2 separate regions of the Sus scrofa genome follow, and region 1 is linked to region 2. A link is a contact called in public HiChIP or PLAC-seq data. All regions are on one chromosome and are shown on one strand. Each heading gives the region's core, a stretch centred on a gene start, on an enhancer-like site or on the middle of the called end of the contact. The rest is flanking DNA. Distances are from core to core; before and after follow the strand shown.

Region 1 (6,082 bases), core at 2,385-4,884, 490 kb before region 2:
TTAGGGCCGCACCTGTGGCATATGGAGATGCCCAGGCTAGGAGCTGAAGCTGCAGCTGCCGGCCTACACCACATCTCATGGCAACACTGGATCCTTAACCCACCAAGTGAGGCTGCAACCTCATGGTTCCTAGTCAGATTTATTTCCACTGCGCCACAATGGGAACTCCAAAATAACTTCCATTTCTTACACCTGAGTGGATTAGGAGTCTGGGTGGACATGGTTTAGGCTTAGATTTAACCCTCTGTAAAGCTGTCATCATGCTCTAAGCCAGACCTCGGTTCCATTGGAGGATTAACTGACAATCTTCCTTTCTTTCTTCCTTTCTTTCTTTCTTCCTTCCTTCCTCCCTCCCTCCCTCCCTCTTTCTTTCTTTCTTTCTTCCTTTCTTTCTTCCTTTCTTTCTTCCTTCCTTCCTTCCTCCTCCCTCCCTCTTTCTTTCTTTCTTTCTTTCTTTCTTTCCTTCCTTCCTTCCTTCCTCCCTCCATTTCTTTCTTTTTTTTTTTTGTCTTTTTAGGGCCACACCTGCAGCATATGGAAGTTCCCAGGCTAGAGGTTGAATTGGAGCTACAGCTGCTGGCCTACACCACAGCCACAGCAACACCAGATCTGAGCTGCATCTATGATCTACACCACAACTCATGGCAATGCCAGATCCTTAACCACTGAGCAGGGCCAAGGATTGAACCTGCATCCTCATGGGTACTAGGGGAAACTCATGGATGGTTCATTACCTCTGAGCCACAGTGGGAACTCCCTGGCCAGATTGCTGACTTCTTGCTAAATTCTCACTTGGTGGGAAGGGTAAACTGACCTCCCAGGGTTTCTTTTATAAGAAAACTAATCCCATTCATGAGGGTCTGTCTTCCTGACCTAATCACTCCCCAAAGGCCCCACCTCTTAATACCATCACTGGGGGGCATTGGGTGTGAACACATGAATTTGCGGGGAGGGACACAAACATTCAAACTGTGGCAGAATCCAATAAAAGGTCGTTTGTATTGCAGCCTGAACTCAGCAAGGACTGGGAATTAGAGAAGGAACTTAGCCCAGCCCTGGGAATGGAATGGCAGAAACTGAAAAATCAGACACGATCCTCAACAAGTTAGAACAAAAGTAACTAAGCTGGGAATGATTATGTTTATCATCTAAAGATGTTGTTCTCATGGAGTTCCCATTATGGCACAGCGGAAACGAATCTGACTAGGAACCATGAGGTTGTGGTGCCATCCCTGGCCTCGCTCAGTGGGTTAAGGATCTGGTGTTGCCATGAGGTGTGTTGTCAGTTGCAGACTCGGCTTGGACCTGGTGTTGCTGTGGCTATGGTGTAGGCCAGCAGCTGTAGCTCTGATTGGACCCCTAGCCTGGGAACCTCCATATGCTGTGAGTACAGCCCTAAAAAGCAAAAAAAAAAATTAAAGACACGCTGTTCTCAGATTCGTCACGGGGTCATACAGCAGGGTTTTGCCCCTAAACTGCTGGCCCCAAGTGCCACAATTTGGACACGTGGAGGAAGGGCACGAAAGAGGCAGCCAGGTAATTTTGATAATTACCAAAGTAGTAGAAATATCCAGTAGTTTTGGGTTGAGCCGGCATCTGTTGCCACTTTCTTGTTAATTTTACCCTGATTTGCCTTGAATGCCTTAAAGTCTTAAAATCACTAAGTCCCATTCCAAATCTATGACTCTACTTGCTGCATTCTTCCTTCTTGCAGTGTTCCGTAGCTCAAACTGGCACCACCCACCAAGTTGTGGGGGCTAAACACGCAGGCCTTGAAGGTTTCCTCTTCCCACAAGCCATCACCCAAGCCTGGGGTTCTACCTTCTCAATTTTTTTGTTTGTTTGTCTTTTTTAGGGCAGAGTAGGGGTCAAATCAGAGCTGAAGCTGCTGGCCTATGTCACAGCCACAGCAACACCAGATCCAAGCCAAATCTGCAACCTATGTGGCAGCTCGAGGCAATGCTGGATCCTTTAACCCACTGAGCCATGCCAGGGGTCAAACCCTCATCCTCATGATACTACTCAGGTTCTTAACCTGCTGAGCTGCAACCAGAACTCTTTTTTTTTTTTTTTTTTTTTTTTTTTGCCACAAGGCAAAAGGAAGTACCTTGGGCAGGGTTTGAACGTGCTCAGCAGTAACCTGTCACAGCAGTAACAATGCCAAATCCTTAATCCATTGAGCCATCAGGGAACTCCAACCTTCTCAATTTCTTTCTTTTTCTTTTCTTTTTGTCTTTTTAGGGCCTCACCTGAGGCATATGGAGGTTCCCAGGCTAGCGGTCTAATCAGAGCAACAGCTGCCGGCCTATGCCTATGGCCTCAGCTACGCCAGATCCTTAACCCACTGAGTAAGGCCAGAGATCAAACCCAGGGTCCTCATGGATCCTAGTCAGTTTTGTTAACCGATGAGCCACAAAGGGAGCTCCAACCTTCTCAATTTCTATGGAGTCCATCCATTTCTCTCTGTACCCAGCACTCGCACAGCCCCAGATCAGTCCTTGCCATCTCTGGACTCCCAATCTCTGTCTTCCCTAGCAGGGAATCCCTCTGGGCCACAGCCTCTGCCCCCTTCTTAGGACCCCACTCCTTGCACTCCAGTCCAAGCTGCACACACTCTCACAGCCCCATATCCCTTAATGTTTTAGCAGTTATTCGAAGTCATAACATAAAATATTTATGAGTATATTATATTATGACAAAATGAAACATAAAGAAACACAGGGACCAGCCATAAGAAGCCCCTGAGTAGTCATGACCCAGAATTGACAATGGCAACATGTTAACTTTCTGTCATACTTATTTCAAATGTTTTCCTTCCCCTTTAAAGTAAATCAAATATAAAACAGATGTGGGAGTTCCCATCGTGGCTCAGTTGTTAACAAATCCGACTAGGAACCATGAGGTTGAGGGTTCGATCCCTGGCCTCGCTCAGTGGGTTAAGGATCTGGCGTTGCCGTGAGCTGTGGTGTAGGTCGCAGACGCGGCTCGGATCCCGTGTTGCTGTGGCTCTGGTGTAGGCCGGTGGCTACAGCTCCGATTCAACCCCTAGCCTGGGAACCTCCATATGCTGCAGGTGCGGCCCTAGAAAAAGGCAAAAAAAAAAAAAAAAACAGATGTGGTTAAAATCCTTTTGAACTTGTCCCCTCCCCCTCACTCTGGTTCTCTTTCCCTTGTCAGAGGAACTACTATCAAGAATTTCAGGGGGTTCCCATTGTGGCTCAGCAGGTTAAGAATCCAACTAGAATCCATGAAGATGTGGGTTCGATTCCTAGCCTTGCTCAGTGGGTTAAGGATCTGGCGTTGCCACAAGCTGCGCTGTAGGTCACAGACTTGGCTGGGATCTGGTGTTGTTGTGGCTGTGGTTTAGGCTGGAAATTTGACCCCCTAGCCTGGGAATTTCCATATGCCTTGGGTGTGGCCCTAAAGAGCAAAAAAAAAGAACCCACTAATACCCCAGTGGGATGGACAATGGCATTTGTTTATCTAGAAAACATATACTTTGGGGGAGGGGGGAGGGGTGGAGAATGATGAAGTGGAAAGAACGTGACCTTTGGAGTCAGACGGCCCTGGTTCCCCTCCTGGTACTGTCTCTTCCTGGCTGTGTGTTGCTTAAGCTTTAGTTTCCGCCTCCACAGCACGAGGAGAAAAATCCCATTTTACAAGCAGTAGAGAGAATTCGGCGACAAGCGTGGAGTTTTGGGACATGATTGGATCCCCTTGAACTGAATTTGGAGAAAGTGAAAGTTCTGACTCTGGGTTGTGCCTGGGAAAGGCAACAGATGAGATGCAGATCAGGTTAAGGCGACCACACCAGTCCATGCGGTCAACTGGCCTCCAGCTGGCAGGGGCCTGCCACAGAGGGAACCGGCTTGTTTGGATCCTGTGAAGTAACCAGTGATGGTTGGGTGTTGGGAGTGGCCTCCTGTTTTGTTTGTTTGTTTGTTTTTGCTTTTTAGGGCCACACCCACAGCATCTGGAAGTTCCCAGGGTGGGGTCGAATCAGAGCTGCAGTCACGGGCCTACACCACAGCCACAGCAACACTGGAGTCTCATCAGAGCTGTAGCCTTGGCCTAGGCCAGATCCATAGCAACATGGGATCCAAGCCAAGTTTGCGACCTACAGCACAGCTTACGGCAATGTTGGATCCTTAACCCACTGAAGCAAGGCCAGGGATCGAACCCACAACCTCATGGATACTAGCTGGGTTTGTTCCCACTGAGCCAGGACGGGAACTAGGAATGGCCTCCTTTGGTTCTTCAGTGTATCACCTTGCGTGTCTCCAACCCCAGACTCACAGGGTGTTGTTCATGTTTGGAAAGAGAGCAGTTTTCATTTTCAGAGCAACATGAATGCCATGACCTCTGCATGACTATACAGCTCCAAGGCTCCTAAGGTGGCCTGTTACACCCTGTCCTGAGTAAAAAAAGCCTTAGGATACTGTTATCAGATGTATCAGGGAGCTGTTTCCCCAAATTCACTACCTTGGCAAATCAGAATCTCTTCTTGCTTTGCAGCTGAAAGAGCCATTCTGTCTGCTGGCCTCCAGAGCCTGTCCTGGGTCTATGATTTGGCCTTTCATCTTAGGAAGGTCTTAGTGGATAGACCAGCTGGGTTCTGTAATTCCACCTCCTGCTCCACCTTCTCCCGCGTGTAACTTCAGGCTGGAGAAATACGGCCAAAGGAAGCATACATTATTCAGGGAATGTGAGCTGGTTGGTTTCACGCCCACAGTGGGTACTGAGCACTTGCTAAAGGAGTGTGTTGTAGATGATGTGAGGGGCATCTTGTGTCCAGCAATGTGAAGCTGAAAAGATGCCCAAAGACATTGATGAGTCTCCTTCTTGGAACACACAAAGAAAAATTTGCGGGGGACAGAATTCAAGGCGATAACTTCCCTGCCTAGTCTTTAAGTCCTTTCAAGCTGGTTTCACCAGATTTTCAATAAGTCACCTAGTTGTGGGTGGGGCATTGTCTTCTGAGAACTACTCCCAGGTACCTGAAATACCATTTGGGAATGAGCAAGACCTGTTTCCAAGGCCAAGGGCTTCTCTGAGGCCCTACAATTACACTGCACTACGTGCTGATCACACATGGATTTTTGGTTTGGCTTGTCAACCTTAACAGGTGGTTTGTTTTATGAAATCATAAAATATATGATATTTATCTCTCCTTTTTTGGTTATAACACAATTGCCCTGGAGCTAAGGTGGCAGGTATCAGAAGTACTTTACATTTAGTCCATGTCTTGTAGTGTGTGCTCATTCTCAGATTCGGGCTTTGGCACAGATGCTAAACACACAGATGCCAATTAGGAAACTAAAATCCAGTCATTACTCAGAGATTAAATATTTCAACACAGTGTCTCAAACTATAATTAAAGGCTGTGAGCTTCATTATTGGGAGAACAAAAACTCAGAGAGGCAGACAACTATTTTTGGAATTGTTCTTATCTTCGATACAATCTACTCTACTTTACATTTTATTAACTTGTTTACAGTATTTCCATCCTTACAAATCAATCTAAATAAAATGCCATAAAATGACACATTTGTGAAATGGCCGAGGGAGAAGCAGGGAGGAAGCAGGCGGAAAAGAGGTGATGAGAATGCGACAGAAGGCTAGACTTTTTCTCCCCCAAAAAGGGTTAAGAAAGAAAATGAAATAATTAAAATCCGTAGACTGCATTGATTTTTTTTTTCTTTTTAGGGCCGCACCTGTGGCACATGAAAGTTCCCAGGCTAGGAATTGAATCAGAGCTGCAGGTGCCAGCCAACACCATAGCCACAGCAATAACAGATGGGGGCTGTGTCTTCCACCTACACCACAGCTCACAACACTGGATCCTTTACCCACTGAGCAAGGCCAGGGATGGAACCTGCATCCTCATGGATACTAGTCAGATTGTTTCGGCTGAGCCACGATGGGAACTCCAACACTTTACACTTCTGACTACACAGAATGTGGGGCAGATAGATGTGCGGCAGGAAGCTTTATTTAAACCAAGATTCATCTTGGTTAATTACATTTTCTGACAACTAGTGTGATGTCACAGCATCCAAATGGACTCATTTCACAGGTAAAA
Region 2 (6,636 bases), core at 1,603-4,102:
TCTGACTTGGAGGGACCCCTCTGGGCCCCATTGTCCTCCCCCCGGGTGTGGCCAGGCTCTGGCCCAGGCGTGCACACTGCAGCGTGCCGGAGGCGTTGTGCTGAACAAGTGATCATCGGCGCAGTCTGCCAGCCACCCCTGAAGTCCTCTTGTCCCTCGTCCTGAAGTGGGTGTAACCTTTACTGCGGGCTCACGGCGCCAGGCCTTGGGTGAATTGTCCGTGCAGAGTCCCAGGGGTGCCAAGTGTGTCATTTTCTTTCTGGCAACCACATTTTGCATCATTAGAAGTGTCTTTGAAATGCAGTGTTTTAATTACACGGGCAAATGCTGCCCCAGGGAAGGGGCCTTTTCCCAGACACTTCAGGAACTCCTTGGCAAGCTGCCCTTCCTAGGGCAGCACTGCACGACAGTGCCTGTGACCCACCCAGGTGTGCTGTCTAAGCAGGAGCTGGGCCCAAAGAGGGGCCTCTAGGGAAGAGAAAGAAACCCTGATGCAGAGAGCCCCTGCTCCCCAGCTCCCCAACACCCAGAGGCCCCCACTCCCACCTACCCCCAGGTCCCTTGGGTTATAACCCAAAGATTGGGAACCCAAAGGGTTTCTGCAGGCACAGCCCCTCCCCCATATCAAAATATTCCCTCTGCTCCGTGCAAAACTGCACCGTCTTCCTGGAGCTTCAGGGCTGGTGTGTGTTTATATCTGCCAGCTGAGCCGGCAATGGCTTTCCCATGTGTCTCAGGCCTGGCCCCCTACACAGCTTTCTCTTTGTTCTCAGAAACCAAACAGAGCCAGGCATGCCAAAGCCAGGAGGGAGTTTCCGGGAAACATCTGGGCTGGCTGGGCAGAGGTGGCCATGTCCCTGGCTCCCTGGAGGCCTCTGTGTGGCCCTCAGAGGCCAGCCAGCCCCCAGCCCCTGAGACCTCCACCTCCTGGGTTTTCCTGGGCTAACTCCCTGTCCTGGGAGCCGGGTATTTATATTAAAATCCAAAATTATATTTGAAATGGTAATTAAGATCAAAGTGACTCTGCTATGCACCCTGGGGACACCACAGTCTGGACAGGTGACACAGCCTCTGTCTCCTTCAAGGGCACCAGCTTGTGGAGGGCTTCTCACAGGGACCATCAGCATCACAGTTTACCTTTGGGGTGCACTTGGAAATTAAAGGTGTCTAATCTTTAAGAATGATAAAAAACTTGGGAAGAACTCTCTTGACAGATGACACTCAGACATTTCCTCAGATAAGCGTGGTAGAGCCACTCCCAGTCTTGCTTTTCCAATCTTATTTAACTGCTGAGCCAGGTGTGGCAGATGGCCGAGAGCTGCTGGGAGGCAGGTTTCTCTCCCTTTTGATGCTCCCCAAAACTGTGGGAGCCAGTGAGGTTCACCCTGCCTGTATCCTTGGGATGCCTTTGATGTGCCTGTCAGGGAGTATGTCTTCTTGTGGCTCCATCAGGATGTCCTGTTTTATTAAATTGCATATTCCCTTTTTTTTTTTTTTTTTTTGTGTGTGTGGCTGTTTAGGGCTACACCCACAGCATATGGAAGTTCCCCAGGCTAGGGGCTGAATTGGAGCTACAGCTGCCAGCTACACACCAAGATCCTTAACCCACTGAGTGAGGCCAGGGATCAAACCCGATTCCTCCTGGATACTAGTTGGCTTCGTAACCTGCTGAGGCACAACGGCAACTTCCTATCCTTAACTGGCATATCCTCACTGAAACTCTGTGGTCTCTTCTCAAGGAATTTTCCAGTAAAAAAAAGTTTTCCTGGCCAGCTTGTAAGCAGTACTAGCATTTGGGTCAGCACTAATCCATGTGGCAGTTCACCACCTGTGAGACCACCTGGAAGATTTTCAAGATCAGGCAGATTCACAGGCTTAAACAGGCAGGTTGGCTCGACCCAATGAAATGCCCTGAGACCCCAGTGGTGGGAGGGAGAGGGCACCCATGTCTCCTCCACCTCCCATCACCACACATGCACTTGTTACTCAAGTCAAACCACAGGGAGGGCTGTTCATTTTTAAAGAATATCAAACTTTAAAAAAAAATCAAATTGCATTCTTGTAAACACCCTTCTGACCATCCCATTCTGATGACAGAGCTACATTTTGGGGACTTGTTCCAAAGGGTTATGGTTTTATCCGCTTCCAAGACCTGGGAGCTTCTCGGGAGGACAAAGGCTGGCTCCCCTCCTAAGACTCCCACAGTAAAGGCTCCACTTCATTGCCAACTTTGACAAATCAGCCTCCTCTAAGATAATCTTCCGGGTTTTCATGTTGCAACACACACTAAACCGCAGAGGTTATGACTTCTCTGTGTTTCTTCTTTTGTGAACCACCAGGCAGGGTGGCAAGCCCTGCCCACTTCCTGTTCACGTGTTGGATCGCAACGACCTTTTACTCCAGGAAGTGAAGTCCAAAGCAAACCCTGAACAATAGCCAGGCCTCTCCCTGAGGTGGACGGTCCAGCCTGGTTACCGATTCAGAATCGCCTTATCTTCAGAACAAGCTGCAATCACTTATGTAACAAATCCCAGCCACTCTTTCCAAACTCCAGACCTTAAGAGTGAAATATGGATTAATTCTACACTTAAGCATAAAGATATTGATCTTCTATCTCTTCCATTTTTTTTTTTTTCCCTCCTTGGTGTAGCCAAGATTCCCAGGGAAGCTGAAGGACAAAAAGCTTCTGAGAGAAGCAGATGCAGAGTTTGGAGGCTGAGTTTTTGTGAGGTCATGTAGCCCAGTAGAGGGATGTTTTATTTGTTTTTACAAAGAGTTCAGCCTAAAAAGACAGTTGAGCCAAACAGCAGGCAACCAGTTGGGTGTGTTCAGCACACTGCACAGCCCTGGTTGCCAGCCCAGGGGACTATACTGAGACCACAGGACAAGTCCTAGCTCTTCTGCTGCCTACGGTTTGAGAGCCAACACCCACAACAAGCCGCCACCCTCACTGGGTGTATAATTACTGGTTCTGAGAGGCGGAGTAGACACTTCCCAACAGAGATGTCTTGTGTCCAGTTCCACTCTTTGGGAACCAGCTGGGACTTCAGCCGCTCTTAGCTGGCCTCTCTTAGCCCCTAAAGTCGCCGTGGGCTCTGAGTTAGATGCCCTTGGTCTCTCTTTCCAGCTCTGCCACTTACTTTCTGGGTCAACCTGGCAAGTCCATCAGCTGTTTTTCTGGTGTCTTCAGTTGCAAAATGGATATAATATTCCCACCTCCCAGGACTGTTGGGAGAGTTAATAGAGCGGATTGCACATAAGATGCTGCCACGTAGTAGAGTTTTGTTCGTTTGCTTATTTGTTTGTTTGTTTAAAGAGCTGCACCTGTGGCATGTGGCATGCCGCATTCAGTCCTGGGCCAGGGATTGAATCTGAGCTGCGTCTGTGACCTATGCTGCAGCTGCGGCAATGCTGGATCCTTTGAACTCACTGCGCAGGGTTGGGGATTGAGCTTGTATCTCTGTGGCGACCCAAGCCACTGAAGTTAGATTCTTAACCCACTGTGCCCCAGCGGGAACTCCCTCATAGTGGAGTTGCAATAACTGTTAGGTAGACCATGCATCTTTGTTTTCCCCGGTGTTGCTGGTCTGCTGCCTTACTGTGCGCAGGACAGAGGGTGGGTGCAAGCCCTGGCCTGACTCTTAACATTTCCTTATATTGCTCTCCCCTCCAGTGTATCTTTTATGCCATACAATCCCCACTCCCAGAGCTGAGCACTTCTGTGGGGTGACCCTGCACTCAGCCAGCCATTTGTCACCTCCCTCCCCAGGGGAGGGCACAGCACGCTGCAGGGGCAGTGCCATGGGCAGTGACTTGGCAGACCCTGAGGGTCACCAGGCTCTCTGAGTCAGTATCCATGTCGTCATAGCAACCGTGTCACTCTGCCAAGGAGGTACCTTTCTTTCCTTGTTCTTAGTTTTTCTCATCCCTTTTTGTTTCCCTGTGTGTGTGTATGTGTGATTTTTTTTTTTTTTTGTCACACCCATGGCATGTGGAAATTCCTGGCCAGGGAGCGAACCCATATGCAGTTGTAATCTGTACCACAGCTGTGGCAATGCCAGATCCTTAACCCACTGTGCCATGTGGGAACCTCCATACATTTTTTAATTAAAAAAGTTTTTTTTGACTGTGCCTGCCATATGCAGAAGTTCCCCAGGCAAAGAATAAACTTGAGCCACAGCAGTAACTATACCAGGTCCTTCACCCATTGAGCCACCAGGGAACTCTCCTATGTGTGTGTGTTTTAAAAATCCATCCAGGGGAGTTCCCCTCTGGCTCACTGGTTAATTAATCTGACTAGGAACCATGAGGTTGCAGGTTCGATCCCTGGCCTTGCTCAGTGGGTTAAGGATCCGGCATTGCCGTGAGCTGTGGTGTGGGTTGCAGATGTGGCTCGGATCCCCCGTTGCTGTGGCTCTGGTTTAGGCCAGCAGCTACAGCTCCAATTCGACCCCTAGCCTGGGAACCTCCATATGCCGTGGGAGCGGCCCAAGAAATCGCAAAAAGACAAAAAAATAAATTAATTAAAATTTAAAAATAAAATAAAATAAAAATCCATCCAGAGAGTTCCCATCATGGTATAGCAAAAACGAATCTGACTAGGATCCATGAGGAAGCAGGTTCGATCCCTGGCCTCGCTCAGTGTGTTAAGGATCTGGTGTTGCCGTGAGCTATGGTGTTTGTTTGCAGATGTGGCTCAGATCTGTTGTGGCTATGGCTGTGGTGTAGGCTGACAGCTACAGCTTTGATTTGACCCCTAGCCTGGGAAACTCCATGTGCCACAGGTGTGGCCCTAAAAAGCAAAAAAAATAAAGAAAAAATAAAAATCCATCTAACAAATCTTTACAGGCCTATACCGTGGCAAGGACACAAAGACCATTGAGATGAAGAAACAGTGCCTGTCCTCAGTTTGGAATGAGTGACCAACACCCACATCACGCCAACTGATGTGTGGTGACAGCAGTTATGGGGGGACATGCAGCCTGAAGTCTCGGGTAGCCAAGACGTGTCCTGGTGCTGGCCGCACTGGGCAGGGCCTCCCTGCAGTGCTCCTGAAAACAGAGCCTCCAAGCCCCGTCCTGCTAGAGTGATTCTCATAGGAATCAAGCCTTTTTTTTTTTTTTTTTTTTTTTTTTTGTTCTTCCTATTTAGAAACTTGAAACAGAACAAAGGGGGTCAGATACTGTCTCATTCTCTCTGAACTCCTGAGGTGCGTAACAAACAGCAAACTTTTCAGCCCCTTTGCTTTCGGTTTCATCTGTTCACCGTGATAAGGTTCCAGCCGGGCTCTGATCAGTGTCCCATCTGCCCGTGCCAGGAGCCACATAGACGATCCAGATGGCTGCCTAGGAAGGAAGCTGGCAGTTCATCAACTTTAGCTTTTTTTTTTTTTTTTTAGGGCTGCACCTGCATCATACGGAGGCTCCCAGGCTAGGGGTCGAATCAGAGAGATAGCCACTGGCCTACACCAGAGCCACAGCAACATGGGATCTGAGCCGTGTCTGTGACCCACACCACAGCTCACGACAACGCCAGATGCTTCACCCACTGAGCAAGGCCAGGGATCAAACACGTGTCCTTACGGATACTAGTCGGGCTCTCCACTCGCTGAGCCATGGCAGGATCTTCTCTAGCTACTTTTGAAACATCCTCTGCCCCATCACCTCGGTTTGTGGATTATGCATTGCTCTCTCTTCTCGGAAGAAATAGCAGCAGAATCATCCTCTGCAGGAGCTGGCTGGGGCAGAGCCAGCAGAGGGAGCTCAGGGACATCATTAATTATTAATTAAGTGTATTTAGAATGTCTAATGTTTGGCACGTCGGCAAAAGGAGCAAACACTTAAAAATGATCCATGGGAATTCCTGTCCTAGCTCAGCGCTAATGAACCTGTCTAGGATCCATGAGGACACGTTCGATCTCCTGCCTCACTCAGTGGGTTCAGGATCCAGCGTTGCTGTGGCTGTGGTGTAGGCCGGCAGCTGCAGCTCCAATTCGACCCTTACTAGTCTATTCGATCCTAGCCTGGGAACTTCAGTTATAAAACCCTCCTGAGCCCATGGCCACACAGAGCAAGTTCATGTCAACGTGAGCATCAGTGGCAGTGCGGTTTTCAGGTGTCCCAAGATGGAGTGCCAGGTCCCACGCCCCCTCCCTGGCTGGGGCAAGTGCTTTCTTCCTGGAGACTCAGATCAGTCCTCCGTGGACACCAACCTGGCGGGAAGCTCTCAAAGGCCCTAGTGCGAACACAGTGAGTTTTCCTTGCAAAATGTACTTAAAGGCAGAAGCTCTGGTGTGTGTGGGGTGGGCCAAGAGTGGTGCTCAAGGAATTTCAGAATTTCTTCAAAGTCCCTGGCAGTTTAGAATCACATTATTATGCAGCATTACAAATATTTGGGGAGAGGGATTTCAAAAAAATTTTTTATTATAGTTGGTTTACAGTGTTCTGTCAATTTCTTCTGTACAGCACAGTGACCCAGTCATACATACACAACACACACACACACACACACACACACACACACACATTCTTTTTCTCGAGTTATCCTCCATCATGCTCCATCACAAGTGATTAGATATAGAATTCCCTGTGCTGCACAGCAGTTGCTGTACACAGAAAGAACCCGTGAGAAATCGGT

Evidence for each region. HiChIP or PLAC-seq counts read pairs in DNA pulled down with a chosen protein or histone mark.
Region 1: an H3K27ac HiChIP or PLAC-seq map of alveolar macrophages shows a contact between it and region 2. The contact joins two enhancer-like sites. A contact is called at or near these places in 1 of 5 promoter capture datasets (liver) and 1 of 2 datasets of contacts at active chromatin or transcription factors (alveolar macrophages).

What each region holds. Positions count from the first base shown.
Region 1 is chr10:13,913,498-13,919,579 of Sscrofa11.1, reverse strand. No RefSeq gene overlaps it. Among named protein-coding and RNA genes, the nearest start is that of SDE2, 19 kb to the right of the region's middle. Within about 2 kb of position 3,634, at least 12 of the 83 cell types and tissues checked have an H3K27ac peak or open chromatin away from gene starts, as enhancers often do. A contact at or near this core is called in alveolar macrophages, where this site is marked.
Region 2 is chr10:13,422,572-13,429,207 of Sscrofa11.1, reverse strand. No RefSeq gene overlaps it. Among named protein-coding and RNA genes, the nearest start is that of LBR, 9.1 kb to the right of the region's middle. Within about 2 kb of position 2,852, at least 42 of the 83 cell types and tissues checked have an H3K27ac peak or open chromatin away from gene starts, as enhancers often do. A contact at or near this core is called in alveolar macrophages, where this site is marked.